Linked DNA regions of Mus musculus: region 2 is linked to region 1. A link is a contact called in public Hi-C data. All regions are on one chromosome and are shown on one strand. Each heading gives the region's core, a stretch centred on a gene start, on an enhancer-like site or on the middle of the called end of the contact. The rest is flanking DNA. Distances are from core to core; before and after follow the strand shown.

Region 1 (2,700 bases), core at 154-2,653:
CTTGCCCCCACCCCCACCCCCCAACACACACACACACACACACACACACACACACACACTACAGCCATTTAGGTATTGTTTCTTTTAATCCAGATTTCGGGCAGTAAAACCAATTGAGTCCAAAGAAATAAACTGTTAAGTCAAAACAACAGTTGAAAGAAGCAAGGATCGGTACTTTAAATTGTGCCAAAGAAGCGAAGTTGCCAGATAGGTTCTGAAGGATTCTCTTTCTCGGGAGACTTCTGTGGATTTTGAGCGCTTATCCTTCCCATAGGAAGCGCTGTTGGTATCATGGTGAAGGGAAGTGTCAGAATCAGGCCACCCCAGGACTCCCCCCTCTCCCCAGTGCTGCATCAGGACCAAGTAGGTCCCTGCTAAAGACAGACATTGAAGGAGGTACAGGCTAGGAGCAGGAACGCTTGCAGAGGCTGGAGGAAATGATCAGCTGCAAAAGGCAGAGTTAGTAACGGAGGATGTTTTCTTCTCGTGTTGACATCAGTGTCGCCCACCTCTAGATGTGCTATTCTGAAAACCTGACTTAGAACAAGCAGTGCTCAAGAAATGGCAAGAGCCCCACAGTAAAATTCAGTCTCCTGACTCACGCGCTAGACGAACCTTAATGTGGCCATGCCTGGGTGGTTCTGGGAATTAGTATTCCACCCCTACAAATCTAAACCACTTGCTACTTGGACAGCACCTTGTGTTTTACAAAACACTTCACTTAGGCGAGTTTAGACACATTGTTATAAAGACACTTTCTTATCCCCTTTCTGGGCAAGGAGCTAGATCTTGGGTGGTTGTGGACGGGAATTTCATAGCTTTCTATATGGGGGGGGGGGCTTTCTCTATATAGAATTAGCATGTTTGAAATGTTCAAAGAATCCTGGACTTTAACATTCTTCTTGCCTCAGAGTTTTCGTTCAGTTGCTGTGACAAGTGAATTAGGGGGTCAAGGGGGGAGCAAAAACAGTTTCAGCTAAGGCAGGACCATCTGCTGACCAGTCAGCCTTCCACCCTCAGCCGGGGCATTAAGACTCATGTTCTCATTGCAAACCTAATAGCTGTCTTGGCTGAGGTATCGTCTCACACATACAGATCCCAGAACCTTAAATATACGTGAAAATATATGACTGCCGTGTGATTTTTCTTTTTAAAAAAAAAAAAATGCAAATTCACCTGCAAGCCTTCCTGAATTTGTAATAAACTCTGAGCCTTAGACATGCTCACTGGAGATATAGATCACTTGTAGGATTCAGTCACAACACTATCACCACCCCCACTCCACCCCACCCCAAGTTTCTTTTGCCACTTTCCTTTTTTACACTGAAGTGTTGGGAAACAGGTAGCCCAGGTGACCCGGTCCCTTTGTTGACATAGAGTCTGGGAAACAGCACCCCCCCACCCCCACCCCCCAGATAAAGATAGTCAGTGCTCTGGATGGTCGGTGGCTCGGTCCGCCTATTCTGAGTAGAGTGACTCAGACATTCCACTTAAGTGGCATACTTTGTATCTTTCATCTTAAGAGTATAAATACTTCTTAAAAGTCCACGTGGAGACAGAGGAAGAAAATGAGCAAAGGGAGGGTGGGGAGTGAGGGGGCCCTGCCCAAGGTCACACTGGGCACGGATGGAAGCAGGGCATAGAACCTGATTCTCCTGGCTGGAATTCATTGTTCTCAGGCCTTCCTTCCAGTGACTCGATAAGGCGTTTTCGTCTCTAATTTCATCATCAAAGAGCCTGGGTCTGAAATTCTTATATTTTATGATAGCATCTTCCAAAATATGATCTCCTCTATCATTGGGGTCAATCAATCAGGTTAGTTTATTTTGGCAAAGTTCTGTGGACTTAGGTTCTGAGATTATATTGATCTATAATTCCATAAAAACTGAGACGGGGTATTCATGACACAGAGTTGATGGGAATGTTTTCCAGTTAAGCAATAATTAACCTTACAGATGAAGCTATTGGTGCCTATCATCTCTAAATAGGGCAAACCACTACGTGTAGGAGACAGCTAAACTGAATTAATAATACAAACGAAGCAGTAGTTGGTTTTGGTTCAGGTGCTTATATAATGAATTTATCAGTATTTATTTTGTTAATCTATCAATAATAAAATTTTGATTTGTTGCATATATAATAAAAGATGTATTTACTACCATGGGCAGGCGGATGCTCTCTTTACTCATTTCCTCCATGTGGACATGTTTACAAAGTATTTAGACCACTAAAGATGAAAGATACAAAGTATCTTTTTTACACCCCTCTCCAGCCACCATGGGACCCAAAGGCTCCAGGAGAGACTTTTAAAGTGTGAAGTTAATTTCTGTTAGAGTCCATCATCTTCTTTGAGTTCATCATCCATCTAAACAATTGACCTAAGAGCTCTGGCAATAAGTAACACTTTCATGCTGTTGCTTCACCTGGCATCCTCTTTCCTGTATGCATGGCTTTCTTTCTGAATACCAATGTTGCTGGACCACCATCCTCGCCTGCAGCCCAACACCAGAAGAGTCTTGAGTGGCTGTGTTATTGTTGCTGTTCTTGCTTTTGTCCCATTTGTCCAGTTCCATTGGCAATGGCACTTCCATGCATCAAGCAATGTCTTGGACCAGTCATCCTGTCTGCTGCCTTGGACTGCCCAGCTAGCCTTGTTGCCGCCACATTTTCCCAAGCCTTTTTCCCCCTCCTACTGGAAAC
Region 2 (2,850 bases), core at 346-2,845, 670 kb after region 1:
GCAATTCTGCAAACATAGAACTAATTAAACATGAGGCATATCTGCTTTTCTATGGATTAACTTGTACACATAGCTTAATTTCCCTCAATGGATAAAATAGTAAAAGCTTTAAAAAATTTCTATGAAAATCTATGTGATTGTAATTATTGCAGTAATAGGGGAAAAAGAATTAATTATACATTTCCCTTTGTATGCCATGTAAAAATGTCTGTAGATACACAAAATATTTTTTACAATTTAAGTATGTATGTTTAAAGCACATATACTGTCCTTCCCACCCAGTTGTGTGTGTGTGTGTGTGTAAGCTATAATTTCTGACGATTAAAATCATTAAGAATTGTTAAAGCAATATTTAGTGGTCTCTCAATGCCAATGACTTAGGTAAACTATCTGCGTCTTGTAAACGTTTCCAAGAAACCCTGTGAACCCTCCGTCATTTGCTCCAAGGACTCACTTTAGGAACATTTGGTTTTCAGTTGGTGCTAATAATCTTTTCCCCCTTACAAATAATTCCACGTTTACTTAAGTACAGATGGTATCTGTCTGTGGCCAGAAAAACACTTTCTAAGATGCACCCTAGCTCAAGTAACTAAAAAGCATCTTCAGCATAAACACACAGTCACAAGAGAGAGGCACCAAACACGAATCCCCCAAGAGCATCGTCACTGGCTTTCTCCAACTTACAGGTCTGAGTAGGTTAATGTTTAAATGTCAAATCTAGAAGACAAGTGTGTCAGAGATTGAAAACTGACCAAATGGTTCTACACATAACTCAGTGGGAACGGTAACTTAGCAGCTCCCCCAACTCCCAATTCCATGTTGAAAACAAGATCATGTCTATATCCCAAAACCCTGCCAGATAGAAAGGATCACAGCTTTTAAATGAGCTTAGAGACCAAGTATGGTAATATGAGTCCCAGACACTTGATGGAAAAGACTGGTGAATTCATTTCTCATAATTTAAATATTCCCCTTAAATCCCTATTGGCATAGAATTAGCTTTTAAAACTTGAATGCCAGAGAATGAGGAGATATTGGTAATACAATAGTGATGATAGCTATATCTGTACCTATGGGCTCTGCAGTAATTGACTAAAATACATAAACATCTGGAAGCTAGTTTAGTTCTTGTTCATCTCTCATCAATTACATGGCCAATGAGCTGTTGTTGTTGTTTTTTTTTCTAAAAGAGACTATTATTAGAATTTATGAAAAGAACTTCAAGTTCCTTTTTGGAACTATTGTTAGCTGGTACTGGGAGGGTTGTTCTGAACATGTACTGCCACCCAATGGAGAGCTGTCCAAATGACACTAGCAATAAGGTGCCAACAGCCTATGTCTTCCTCAGGAGTTCTCTCAAAGTGCCTTTCAGTGTGGTGACTAGGGTCTAGTTTGGCTGGTGTGCTCTGGGTCATGGCACAGAGAAGGGATCTTCACCTAAAACATATTTCTATAAGTCCTAACCAATCAGCTTCATCCAAAATGTGATCAAAGGTGACTGTAGTAAGATTAAATGTGAGCAACTGAAGCAACGCCAAGTAGGAAGAACCTCTTCAGGGCAAGGTAAAGCTGACCTACCCAGGTCATGGAGAAATTGTGTCACAAGGAGGTGAATCTGGGAAAAACAAACAACACTGGAACAAAGCACAGATTCCCTTGTCAGCAGTGTGCAATTTTTGGCCCTAGTTTCATTTCCCCAGGTTGATATATCGAGGTCAAGGTTGCTTGAAAGGATAATTAACTAGAATTCTCCATAAGATCCCTTTTGGGTCCTCACTTATTATAGTATCCATAGCACTATTTGAGTTTACAATGACAACAGAAGTATTTTAAAATGAAGGAAAGATGATTAAACTTATTTTTTTTTGAATTTCTCATAAGAGAGGTCTATTCTGCAAGGTTTGGGAGGGCCCTGATACTTCTTGCATCTTCATTCAGAGCTTGAGAGCATTAAAATTTTGTTCTATAATAAATTTGAGGGAGGGAGAGAGAGGGGGAGGGAAGGGGGGGAGAAGAGGAGAGGAGAGGAGAGGAGAGGAGAGGAGAGGAGAGGAGAGGAGAGGAGAGGAGAGGAGAGGAGAGGGAGAGGAGAGAGAGGAGATAGGTGAAGGAGAGGAAAGAGGAAGGGAGGAAGAGAGAGGGGGAGAGGAGAAGAGAAGGGAGGAGAGGAGAGGAGAGGAGAGGAGAGGAGAGGAGAGGAGAGGAGAGGAGAGGAGAGGAGAGGAGAGGAGAGGAGAGGAGAGGGAGAAGAAAAAGAGAGGAGAAAAGGGAGGGAAGAGGAGAGAGAAAAGAGAGAGAGAGAGAGAGAGGAGAGAGAGAGGAGAGGAGAGGGAGGAGAGGAGAGGAGAAAGAGGAGAGGGAGGAGAAGAGAGGAGAAAGAGGAGAGGGAGGAGAGGAGAGGAGAAAGAGGAGAGGGAGAGGAGAGAGAAGAGATAGGTGAAGGAGAGGAAAGAGGGAGGGAGGGAGAGAGAGAGGGGGAGAGGAGAAGAGAGGAGAGGAGAGGAGAGGAGAGGGAGAGGAGAGGAGAAAGAGAGGAGAAAGAGGAGAGGGAGAGGGAGAGGGAGAGGGAGGGAGGGAGAGAGAGAGAGAGAGAGAGAGAGAGAGAGAGAGAGAGAGAGAGAGAGAGAGAGAGAGAGAGACCTGTTGACAGAGGCTTCCTTTATGTAGAAAGTCATCATCAAGAAATACAAAAGGTGAATTGCTAATTCACTGAAATCCTGGTATACAACACTTCTTTCATTTGAAGCATCACTTCATGTTCTAGAAGTAACAGAGGGAATCCAAGGCCTGGGTGGGACTCATACCCACAGGAACCAGAGGTCTTAAAAAAACAAAAACAAAACAACAACA

What was found. Hi-C and Micro-C count contacts between places; a contact is called where the count stands out from the background.
Region 2: a contact with region 1 is called in a Hi-C map of liver, with 3 times the contacts expected there. The contact joins two enhancer-like sites. A contact is called at or near these places in 1 of 15 datasets of contacts at CTCF or cohesin (the NIH/3T3 cell line), 19 of 484 Hi-C or Micro-C datasets (the AML12 cell line, the C2C12 cell line, Sertoli cells and 14 more) and 1 of 115 datasets of contacts at active chromatin or transcription factors (trophoblast stem cells).

What each region holds. Positions count from the first base shown.
Region 1 is chr13:114,085,103-114,087,802 of GRCm38.p6, forward strand. All of the region lies in intron 4 of Arl15 (ADP-ribosylation factor-like 15), which reads left to right. Among named protein-coding and RNA genes, the nearest start is that of A430090L17Rik, 65 kb to the right of the region's middle. Within about 2 kb of position 1,404, at least 21 of the 459 cell types and tissues checked have an H3K27ac peak or open chromatin away from gene starts, as enhancers often do. A contact at or near this core is called in liver, where this site is marked.
Region 2 is chr13:114,756,361-114,759,210 of GRCm38.p6, forward strand. No RefSeq gene overlaps it. Among named protein-coding and RNA genes, the nearest start is that of Gm34790, 60 kb to the right of the region's middle. Within about 2 kb of position 1,596, at least 4 of the 459 cell types and tissues checked have an H3K27ac peak or open chromatin away from gene starts, as enhancers often do. A contact at or near this core is called in liver, where this site is marked.